3 separate regions of the Mus musculus genome follow, and regions 1 and 2 are each linked to region 3. The links are chromatin contacts, called in public HiChIP or PLAC-seq maps. All regions are on one chromosome and are shown on one strand. Each heading gives the region's core, a stretch centred on a gene start, on an enhancer-like site or on the middle of the called end of the contact. The rest is flanking DNA. Distances are from core to core; before and after follow the strand shown.

Evidence for each region. HiChIP or PLAC-seq counts read pairs in DNA pulled down with a chosen protein or histone mark.
Region 1: a contact with region 3 is called in an H3K27ac HiChIP or PLAC-seq map of T-cell acute lymphoblastic leukemia, with 4 times the contacts expected there. The contact joins the promoter of Helz here to the enhancer-like site in region 3. A contact is called at or near these places in 2 of 39 promoter capture datasets (cranial neural crest and maxillary cranial neural crest), 12 of 115 datasets of contacts at active chromatin or transcription factors (T-cell acute lymphoblastic leukemia, embryonic basal ganglia, embryonic forebrain and 6 more) and 1 of 9 other capture datasets (embryonic stem cells).
Region 2: a contact with region 3 is called in a FOXA1 HiChIP or PLAC-seq map of pancreatic cancer cells. The contact joins two enhancer-like sites. A contact is called at or near these places in 1 of 15 datasets of contacts at CTCF or cohesin (large pre-B cells), 1 of 115 datasets of contacts at active chromatin or transcription factors (pancreatic cancer cells) and 2 of 9 other capture datasets (adipose tissue and embryonic stem cells).

The regions. Positions count from the first base shown.
Region 1 is chr11:107,546,020-107,549,725 of GRCm38.p6, reverse strand. It overlaps Helz (helicase with zinc finger domain), which reads right to left and starts at 1,793. Exons shown (of 33, transcript NM_001368755.1): 1 at 1,745-1,793; 2 at 325-380. Gm39426 (a long non-coding RNA gene) reads left to right here and starts at 1,732. Exons shown (of 3, transcript XR_003949607.1): 1 at 1,732-1,805; 2 at 2,703-2,944; 3 at 3,059-3,706.
Region 2 is chr11:108,281,300-108,285,119 of GRCm38.p6, reverse strand. The region is part of intron 2 of Prkca (protein kinase C, alpha); the gene reads left to right. Among named protein-coding and RNA genes, the nearest start is that of Prkca, 61 kb to the left of the region's middle. Within about 2 kb of position 1,864, at least 51 of the 459 cell types and tissues checked have an H3K27ac peak or open chromatin away from gene starts, as enhancers often do. A contact at or near this core is called in pancreatic cancer cells, where this site is marked.
Region 3 is chr11:107,990,952-107,994,838 of GRCm38.p6, reverse strand. All of the region lies in intron 8 of Prkca (protein kinase C, alpha), which reads left to right. Among named protein-coding and RNA genes, the nearest start is that of Mir7223, 4.0 kb to the left of the region's middle. Within about 2 kb of position 2,143, at least 29 of the 459 cell types and tissues checked have an H3K27ac peak or open chromatin away from gene starts, as enhancers often do. A contact at or near this core is called in T-cell acute lymphoblastic leukemia and pancreatic cancer cells, where this site is marked.

The DNA of each region.
Region 1 (3,706 bases), core at 544-3,043, 440 kb after region 3:
GGGCAAGCAATGGACGTGAAAACAGATTAAATCCAGACCATCCCATTAAAGTTAGCCAAGGAAATGAGAAGAGGCAAACTATAATTACTCCTGGAAAAGACATTGATCAAGTATATAGCCACAGCTAACATTTAGCTCTAGAAAAGCTTCAGTACGTATGAATAAGTGGGAGCCACTAAAAAGGATGGTATGTCTTTCCTAAATCTCGCCTTGCCTGTATCCCAGTCGGCTGACTGATCTATTTGGAAAGTAGCTTTCCCTGACCCTTGAGTTGGATACAAGAAAGAGGGGAAACAGGGTGTAGTTTTTGAACTTCAGTCTCACCTTGCACATCTCACCGGCTCTGTAGTTCATTAGTGATCAATTACTTCATCCAGTTCCTGGAGCAAACAGAAAAAGAAGATGGTATGCAACACCAGTTGGAGCTGTTACCAGTTACAAGCATTTTATAGTCCTTTAGTAAAAGAATATGGATACACTTCAAGTGGAAAAAGTTATTTAAAAAAAAAAAAAAAAAAGATACAGGATGAAGCTTTGGAGGGGAAAAAAATTTGCTTCTTTTACCTAAAATTGAAAATATTTTCTTTCAGCAACAGATTAGAAAATAGTCTTCAACCTTAAACATAATAAACTCATCTATTCTACACTGATTAGTCTTACTTTCAAAAATAAAAGAAGGGAGAAAAAAATCAAGGAGGGGGGGAAAAAAGCTATTCATATGAGTGAAGAGAGCAAAATCAAGAACAAACTAGGCCAGATAACGTCTCCCTCTTCCCCCGGCTGCTCCCGGCATCCACTATCTCTGAAGTTACACTTCTGATTATCCTAATGGCTTGTCTAAAAAGTGTAACTTTGCAAGGGAGAAAGGATGCCAATTTCGGAGCTCAACAAAAAAAAAAAAAAAAAAAAAAAAAAACAAGGTTCCCAACCCAAAAGGAATCTGAAGGCTCTGGCTTCCAGCCCTGTCTGTGAGGACCCTCAGCAAAGGCCAGGGGGCAGAAGACTCAACTCATTTTGGGGAGAGAAATCACAGTTCCTACTTAGGACTATGTGTCCGAGCCCTTGAGGGTAAAGAGAGAGAAGGAAAGAAAGGGGCCTTTGGAGACACCTCCAGGAAGAGACTGTGCATTTGTTTTTGTAGATGTGCTCACGGGCCACGCATGTCCCAGGAGGGGGGCGGGGAGAGGGGGACCACAGTGAATCTTGAGCAGAGCCCTCTGCTGGGGAGGGGCGCCCCCTGACCCACTTTCGTGCTGTCCCCTGCCCTGGGGTCGCCGCCCCACCCTGGGTGGAAATGCTAACCCGGAGGGCTGCACCGCGCGCGGCGTGGGAGGCCGCCCGCTCCCCACCCTAAGCCGCGACCCTGGGGCGCGGGGCGTGCGGGGACCCCAGGGTCGGCCCGTGCCGGAGCAGCCTCGCGCGGGCTCCCGGGTCCCCCCGAACCTCGGGCGTGTGCAAGGACCCTCGGGCCACCGCCTGGGTCCCTGGCACCTCAGCCCCCCAGCGGAGGGAAAAGGAGATTGAGGAGGGGAAGAAACAGTAAACAGCTCCAGCGTCCGGGCCTCGCCTCTGAGAGAGCCCCGCTCCCCAGGCCCTGCCGGCGGCCGGCGGGATCCCCCGCTGTCCCCGGGGCCGCGCTGTCCCGGACCCGGAGCACCCGAGGAGAGTCCGGGCCTCTCCCCGGATGGCTCTGGAGGCTCCTGAAGCGACCCGGGCAGCGGAGAACGGGGAAGTCAGGACTTACCTGTCATTACTTTCTACGCCATCTTGGATCCACTTGTCAACGTCCCCACAAAGCATTATGGGTAAGAAAGAGCCTTTAAAGTGACTCCCCCCCCCCCTCGGCCCCCGACTCCCGCCTCCCGCCGCCGGCGCCGCCCCCTCCGGCTGCACCTCCCTCCGGAAAGTTGGCCCCAGAGGCCCGCCCGGCCCCCTTCAGCGCCTGCGAGACTTCTCAAGGAACACCCCTACTCACACACCCAGTTTTCCAACTGTGCCTTTGGGGTGCTCTCTCTTCCCCCCACCCCCGTCCCTATCTCCCCCATTCCTTACGCGAGCTGCTGTCTGCCCCGCCGCGATCCTGCCCTAGTAGCCAGATACCCTACTCCTGCATTCAATCAACACGGCGTGTCCCGGACGCGGGTGGTGTGTGAGCCGGCTAGCGGATGCATAGATGTATGCAGGGATGCATGAGCGCATGAATGCGCACGCCTGCGAGCGGTTCCCCCAGCTCCAGGTCCTTGCTACCGCTCGCGCTTCCCGCCCCGGGGCATCCGCCAGGCATGTCGCACTCGCGCGCGGGGACAGTGTCGGTATCCTAAGAAGCCACTCTGGGGCCCTAGGATCCCAGGAACTCGGTGAAACGCCGAGTCAATCCGCCCGCAAAGCTGCAATTGGGATCTGGGAAGGTTAAGCTAAATGCAACTTTTACCCCAGTTTACTCGCGCGGTCCCCTCCTCTTGGCCGGTAATGTGATCTGCGACCCTCTAGGTCGGAGGACCCCCTCCCCTAGGAATGTGGCTTTAGAATTCAGCCGGGTTAGAGTCCAAATTGTGGACTGTGACTTCCCCATGCAGGTAACTCAAGAGAACCCGGCTGCAGAGTCCGGGTGGGGCGTGGATGCGCGCCTGGGCCGGGAGGGGGTCCCCCGGGTGGGTTGGGGGGTAGTGCCTACCGCGTTTCAACTGTCCTGTTCCCACAAGGCGGCGACCCCAGGCGGCGGGACAAGGTAGAGGGCGGGCGCCACGCTGGCTCTGGGCAGAGAGAGGAGGGGGATGTCCAGAGTGGCTTGGAGGCGACCAGGACGCAGGAAGTAGGAGGCGACCGTGCGCCGGCAACAGACCTTTGCGAGCATCCCGCGGGCATCTGCTTTCTGGTTGCAAGACAAGCCCAGCGCTTTCCCCGCCCCTCCCGCGTTGCTTCAGGCGAGCAACACCTAGCTCAGGTGACCACCCCTTTTGCTCCATGAAGTACCAGCTCCTTGCAGCCCTAGTCCTGCCAGAAATGTAGGTCTGTTCATTAACTCCCCACCCCCACCCTATACATTCTCTTCCTCCAGTGTCAGCACTGCTGAGTTTGAGGACCTCTAGATGCTCGCCTCCCCGGAGCAAGATTTGTGTCCAAAAGAAAATGCTCCGAGACTTCCGGGTAGATCCTGTTGTTTAGCTTTAGCGAGGGTTTAATCCCCAGTAATAAATAAATCTCCAATATACCAAAGCTTGCTGTTAAATGGTTCTGTAAATTCAAAGATCCTGAGGCAACAGGCACTATCGCGCAAACACACTCTTTTCGGTGCAAAGGGTCTTAGATCTACCTTTTTTAGTCACCTCTGGATCCCACCAGAGCAGTCTTTAGCTACCTGGGTGATTGCTGACAACCTCTGCCCGCAGGGAGCCAAAAGCTCCACCATTCTATTGTCTCAGCCTGAAGAGAAGGGTGAGGTGCGGACTCATTAAGGGATTGGCCCCGGGGTCACTCTTGAGGGAGGGAGCAGGTGAGTCATTCCAACGGACTAGGAAGAGGTTTTCCAGGGAGGAACCTCCCCTGAGTCACCGCTTTTCAGAGCTTCTGAGAAGCTTCAGTTGAGTTGGAGACAAGAGCTCTGGGCACCTCTAGGGTGGTCAGGGTGTCCACTACCTGTCCCTTGGCTCTCCCTGCTAAGGAAGGCGCCCACGTCTTGTTTCCAGGGTACCCTAGCTGCTCCTCC
Region 2 (3,820 bases), core at 615-3,114, 290 kb before region 3:
GAGAAAGGATTAATAAGCTAGAAACATTTTAACGTGGAGCCTTGAGGTCCTCATTTAATCTATAAACATTGACCCGGCTACTCCATAATATCCTTGGGCTCATTTATGAAATCTTTTAGCCATAAACAATCTATCAGCTTTATAAAATTGTCTTCTCTCTATTATTTTCCAGGAGAGTAGGGGGCCGAGTGGAGTGACAGCCACTACCCCTTCGCGTGTGGCTTCTCTGTCCCTTCTCTGAACACCTTCCACTGTACCAGTCAGGCTTCCAGTCAGCCTCTTGCCAATGCTCTCCGGCTCTCCCATACTGAAGGGCACCCCCACCCCCACCAGGACTCCCTCAGCCTGTAGGCATCACTATGGAGGGACCAGTTAGATCCTATCAGAGACCACAGTTGTCTTCTCAGGTATCATAGCTAGAGGACATGCAGTTTATAATGTAAACCAGGACACTTTTGCAAGTGAAGCAGCGAAGAACATTAGTGATTAAGGCTGGACAACAGGCACAGACTTGTCACCTGTCCTTGATCACAGCCTTTCTGATGGTAAGGATGGCCCTGGTATAACTCTTTCGCCTCTGTGATGATACAGACATAACTAGTTCACTAACTAGTTCACTGGGTAAAGCGATAGAGAAAACAATTAGTTGGCTAGGCCTTCCGGAGGGACCATGCTGGTAAATAATTGGAGAGATTAGCAGTTCCAAGCTACCGAATTTGGCACTTCAGTGATTCTGTGGCCCTTGCAGGAGTTCGACAATGTGCCATTATTTTCAACATTACCCCCAATTGGCCTAGAACCCCAATCCTTCCACCTTAGGCTTCAGGATGGCAGAATTACAGATATGTACCATCATAGTTAGCTTCTCTGTTTTTAAAAAATTATTGTGTGCATGTGTGCGTGTGTGTGTGTGTACGTGTGTGTGTGTGTGTGTGTGTGTGTGTAAACATGGGGACTAGAGGTACAGAGGTCAATGTTGTCTGTCTTTTGCAATCATTTCCACCTTAGGTAGGCTCTCTCCCTGAACGTATAGCTCATTGATTAGGCTAGACTAACTAGCCAGCTCCATGAACCCTCCTGTCTCTGCCTCCTCCATGCTGGGGTTACATGCGTGTGCCATCACACTTATTTGTTATGTGGGTGCTGGGAATAACCCTCAAGTTGCTGTGCTTGTGTGGTAAACACTCTGATGACTTAGCTTCAGCTGTGCTGTTTTCCTGTCTTTTCAATGAAGATGCTGGACCCCGAGATTTAAGAGATTTGCCTGAGGGCAGATGCAAAGTCTCTGAGCTGCAAGCACAAGCCCAGCCTGATGGGCTCTGACTTTATGAGCAGCAGTACTGGGAGACTGGGCTGGGATTGAGTGGCTAATTGTATGTAAGATGGTCTACTTGCATGCAGCCCCAAATACATTTTTATTTTCCAGTGAGCCTCAGGAGGGAATTACTTCCTGTTGATTTCCAACTAGACTATCAAACATGTGACTATATCTGATGACATAATGTAAAGCAAAAGAGTTTCAGGGTATGTGTGTTATGTGTCTGCATGTGTGTGCATGTGTAGGTGTGTGTATGTATGTGGGTGGGTGTGTGTATGTGTATGTGTGTTTGTATGTGTGTATGTATGTGGGTATGTGTGTGTTTGTGTGTGCCCTGTGCATGTGTGTTATGTGTCTGCATGTGCATACACACAAGTGTGTCTGTGTATGTGTGTGTGATAGACTCACACATTTGTGTAGTTATTCTTTGAAGGCTTGCTTATCATTGTTAGAAAGATTACATTTTCACACCCAGGAAAAGTTCAGGTTAGCATCGGCAGAGAACCAGAGGCCTCCCTCCCTTCATCTGTCTGACTCACCCCTTAGTCTCTCAGAAGGTCCTGTCAGCTTCAGAAAGACTTTTGCACAGGCTAGCCTGAAGTTCAGATCAGCAAAGATATTTTGCAGTGTTTTGTTTTGAGACAGGGTCTTAATCTGCAATCTCAGACTGGCCTGGAACAGCTCTGCCACTCTTAACTTGTGACCATGTCATTCACCCCCTGTCTGTTTCAGTTTCTATCTGCAAAGACATGGGTGTTAATTGCCCCAGCTATGTGATGACTGGTCATCCCAGGAATGAAACTGAGCACTGTGTGCAAAGTCCCTAGAATAGGTCCTGCCTGGAACAGCCCTAGAGCTGTCTTACCTGCTTCATGCTCACTGCCCTTTGAAGGCCACTAGGTGATTGTACTGGCTAGGTTTGTGTCAACTTGACACAGCTGGAGTTATCACAGAGAAAGGAGCTTCAGTTGAGGAAATGCCTCTATGAGATCCAGCTGTAAGGCATTTTCTCAATTAGTGATCAAGGGGGAAAGGCCCCTTGTGGGTGGGACCATCTCTGGGCTGGTAGTCTTGGTTCTATAAGAGAGCAGGCTGAGCAAGCCAGGGGAAGCAAGCCAATAAAGAATATCCCTCCATGGCCTCTGCATCAGCTCCTGCTTCCTGACCTGTTTGAGTTCCAGTCCTGACTTCCTTGGTGATAAACAGCAGTATGGAGTTGTAAGCTGAATAAACCCTTTCCTCCCCAGCTTGCTTCTTGGTCATGATGTTTGTGCAGGAATAGAAACCCTGACTAAGACAGTGATCTATTAGAGCAAGCACACAGACTAATGGACAACTCCTGGTAATGGTTAATAATAAAGAACAAGATGCTAGACCTTTCACTCTAAAAGTGGAAAAGGTGTGGCAACTGATGTGTAGGCTACAGAACTAGAAAGGAGAAAGACAAAAGGTGTTGAGAGGTGTGTGTGGGGGGTATGTGTGTATGTGTACTTGTGTGTGTTACCAAAGGGCACATATAATATAACACGCAAGGAGAAAAGGCAGTATGGGCAGGAGAATGGTTTAATGGGGAGGGCAGGAAGACAAGGGGAAGACAGGACAATCACTAAAAATATTTTTTTTTCTAAAATAAAATTTTATTTGAAAACCCCACAATGAAACCTAATATTATATAAACGAATTTAAAATTTTATAATAAAAGTGATTCTTTAAAAAAGCTGACCAGGCTTCATGGGGACTTGCAGAGATCAGGGAACCTGTAGGCATCTGACCTAGGTCCTCTGTGTATATGTTTTGGTTGACTAGCATGGTGTTCTCATGGAAATCTTAATAGTGTGTATGTGTGTGTGTGTGTGTGTGTGTGTGTGTGTGTGTGTGTGGGTTAGGGGGCTGCCCTTGACTATTTTGCCTACTTGTGTGACCCTTTTTTCTTCCTGTTAGGTTGACTTGTCCAGCTTTGATGTGATGGTATGTGTCTGGTCTTATTGTAGCTTGTTATGCTGTATTGGTTGATGTTCCTGGGATGTCTGCTCTTCTCTGGGTGTAGGGGTAGATCTGGGAAAGAGGGGAGGTGTTGGGGACTCAGGGTGGAGGTAGGGAGAGGTTGTGAGGAGGGGAGGGAGAGGAAAATATGGTTGGGATGTCATATAGAAGAAACTAATAAAAAATGTAAAAGTTATTTTAAAAATAATTTTTAGATATATTTTATGTGTATCAGCATTTTGTTTGCACGTATGTGTGTGTACCATGTGTGTGCCTGGTCCCTGAAGCGGTAAGAAGAAGGTCCGATCCGCTGGAACCGGACTTAAAGACAGTTATGGGCTGTAGTGTAAGTGTTGGAGATGGAACCAGGATCCTCTGAAAGAGCAACTAGTGCTTCTAACATCTGAGCCATCTCTCCAGCTCCTAAAAGTGGTTCTTTAGATGCAAGGCAGCCCCCTGAAATTCTCCACCCCAGCTTAGCACATGATATAAGATGGCATCCTTCTTTACGTCTGACTA
Region 3 (3,887 bases), core at 894-3,393:
CTGTCTGGGAAGATGGACCACTTCATTCACACCACTTTGCATTATTTATCTGGACTCTGCTTGAACCTTGGGCAAATCTCCAGGCAAAGATCTTCATCAGGGTGCAATCACTCCAGGAGCTGAAGACCACAAGAGGGCAGTAGAGACTGGTAAAAGAAAGACTCCCTGCACCTTGACGAACACAAGCCACAACAGAAGCAGAAACTTGCCTGGGCCTCTACTTGTTCATGAACAGGAATGGCAATGAAATGATCACTTCACGCTCCCAGTTGCTCCCAATTTTAGGCAACAACCTCCGTCCTAAAACAGAGGCGGTCAAGGGCCGTCGACACAGGTCTTGTTGCTGCTTTCTATCTGCCCTTGCTTGCCCAGGAACTGTTTTCTCAGGAACAGAGAATCCCCTGCCTTTAAGAAGCATTGCTGACAGTCTGGAAAACCAATACTGGGACAGCATGTGTGAATTCAAGGGACTCCGATCCCACAAAGCCTGTGTGGTGGTGATCCAGGTGCTCCTGGCAGGAAAAGCAATGTGTTAGTGTGAAAAGAGTCTAAACATAATATGCCACAGCCATTCCCTAAGGTGGACATTGCATGAATTGGCTGTCAGCCCTGGGAGGTGAGGGGATTGGGGGGGGGGGGAGGCAGACTACATTTTCATGGGTGGAAACACCTAGAAAAGGTAACAATGGGATGTTCGTCAAAACAGGATCCTTTGGGGAATCCCAGGATCCTCCCATAGCAGCTGGGAAGGACTAAAGGCAAACAGCTTTCTAGGGAGCACTTACCAGGTGAGGCAGGCTAAGCTGCTTCTAGGAATGGCCAGGTCTACCCCAGAGGACTTGGAGGCAGTTAACTGTTGCTGGTGGGGGGAGGGGCACACCCTCCCTGAAGAGCTATTGGCAGTTAGTGGTAACTGGGGCTGGGGACGAGGGGCAGTTTTTTTTTTTTTTTTTTTTTTTTTTTTTTTTTTAAGACAGGGTTTCTCTGTATAGCCCTGGCTGTCCTGGAACTCACTCTGTAGACCAGGCTGCCCTCGAACTCAGAAATCCACCTGCCTCTGCCTCCCGAGTGCTGGGATTAAAGGCGTGCGCCACCACCGCCCGGCAGCAGTTACTCTTAAGGTGCCTGTGCTCCTGTTAACGCTAACAAAACTCAGTTCGTTCGCCAGAAAACGAAGGAAGGAAGAAGCAAAGGGGGTGGGGGGAGACTTGAAAGTGGAGTGGAAATTAGTGAGGGAGAAACAGGAATCCAGGGGACAGGAGGAAAACAGGAGATGATAAGGTGTGTGTTTTGGGGGGGCGGGGGGTGGGATCAACATACTCTGCATACATGTGTGAGGAAGAGATGAAGCAGGCTCGATAGGCATGCCATCCATCACTGGATGAGCCAAAGAACACGAAGGAAGAACAGATGGCCATAAAGAGAATAGCAATGTCTACTAGAAACAAACCAGGCTTGGTAGGAAAAAAAAAAACCACCAGGGAAAGCTCTAAATCGACCCCTGGGGCCACATTCCCCCACCTACCCACCCATGGGGTGTGACCTGGTTCCCATAGCATAGGGTTCCATCAGCTTCCTGTGGCTTCCTGGCTTCATTTTAACAGGGGCAACCACCTCATTGGCTACGACCATAAAAACAGTTCTCACTAAGGAAGTGGCTTTCTGTGTATCCCCCGTCCTTGTGCATCCTTGAGTTAAATGCCGCCTAGTCTGGCAACACAGCCTTATTGTCTTGTGCCACTTGGGGAATCAAACGTCACAGAAGAGACCGAACGATAATTTAATTCAGGTGTGTTGAGAAGTTTCCATTTTCTCTGTCCTGGTAAGTTAGCCAGGGACACAGGCATCCTATCAAGTCCAAGTGCAGGGCTGGGGGTGTAGCTCTTGGTAGAGTGTTAGCTAGCTTCTAAGCTTGGAGGCCCTGGGTTCAGTCTCCAGCACTGAAAAATAAAACCTATGAAACTGTAAGAGGTCCAGTGCAGCTGGAAATGAATGACTTGAGGATCCGTGCACCCCGGAAATGGACCCCAGCCACGGCCTGTCATCCTGACGCACAGCCACACACTCACTTGTCTGATCTCGTGCTGAAGCAGCCGAGCACTCTGTCTGCACCGCCAGAGCTAGTTACTGAACCTTCGCTATTGCTCCCAGGGTGGTATGCCACTGCAGAGATAAGAGTCTGGGCTTCAGAAACGAGGGAGGAGAGGAGCCTAGACATGTCACCCCGACTCCTCATCTGCAATGCGAACAGCCTTGTGTCTCTTGTCTCCAAACTCTTTCAGAGGTTAGACTGCTCTGTCATCCTCCTGTGGTTGGGGGACACCCAGCCTGGGGCCACCTGCAGTGCAGGGGGATCAGCTTCTGCAGCCAGTGGATCCAGAGCCCTGCACTGAGGACAATAGCATCCTTCTCTTCCTCCACAGCACTACCACAACCTTGTGAGGGGCTGGAGGGTGCAGATGGCTCTGGAGAGCATCTGCAAGGTTCACGCATCCCCATCCGCACTCGGGTGTCTTTGCTATAGGTAGGAAGACTCCCCAGAGACCCTTCCAGGGCTGGCGGGGCTGACTGTGGTTCTGAGGAGCATGAAGAGTACACTCCTGTCATCTGTTTGTGACTCCTGGCTTGGGAAGAAAACTCTTAGTCATCGGGTGTTAACAGTCACCCAGCCCCACCCCCTAGTCCCAGAGTGTAGCTGCAGTGTGCGTAAACAAAGAAAAGCATGCAGGCAGAAGGACATGGGTGACATAGGAGGTGACCTTCCCTAGGGGCAGCTGCTTGCTTTCTGTCAGGTAAACTTTTCTCTGGCTGCTGTAACCAAACCACGCAAGCCACAAGCCTTCCAGTGATCCATTGCTCACTGACTTAGAGGCTAGAGGCTTCAGGGTGAAGGCACAGACAGATTGGCATCTGGTTCATAGATGGCCCCTTGCTCCTGAGTCCTCGCCTACTGGAAAGCACAAGACCCTTTCACAAGGACACTCACCGATCCAGTTATGATGGTGGAGGCAGGCCTTGTGACTTCCCCACACCTTCATGTTAGGGGTTAGGGTTCCAACATGTGAATCTGGGGCATAAACATTCAGGCCATGTCACCTTCCCAGACTGTTCCTTCTGGTATGTCAGACATGGAGCCCACAAGCCTCATAAGGAAGCATGACTGAGAATACCTGTGAATGTGACCTAACACAAACTCATCATCTTACTTAAAACATTAAGACGTGTTCCTGTATGTGTGTGTGTGTGTGTGTGTGTGTGTGTGTGTGTGTGTGTGTGTAAATATTTTTAATTCCAATTGTAAGGCTCTAGAGCAGTGGCTCTCAACCTTCCTAATGCTTTGACCTTTAATACAGTCCCTCACATTGCGGTGAACCCAAACCATAAAATTATTTTGTTGCTATTTCATAACTTTAATTTTGCTACAGTTATGAATCATAATGTAAATCTAGTATGCAGGATATCTGATATGCGACCCCTGTGAAAGGGTCATTTGACACCCAAAGGACTCTCGGCCCTCAGGTTGAGAGCCGCGGCTCTAGAGGATGAACTTTGAGATGATGACATCATTTCCCAATATCAAAGGTAGACACACCTGAGTGAAGATGGTCTCAAAGCCAGATCGGAAAGAATGCTGCTAGATGTCCCAACCAACATATACACATGTCCTAAGAGAAGCCAACGCCTTTTGGAATCAGGGTGTCCTGACCCTTTAGTTGCACCTCCTTTCGATGATCTTCCCGTCTGTCCTCATACAATCGGCCATGCGCATCACCAGCCGTGCACATCCACAGTCGGCCATGCACATCACCAGCCGTGCCCATCCACACCTCCTGACTTGATTCTGCATCTACTAGGGAATCTGGGAACAAGGAAGAGACTCAAACTGA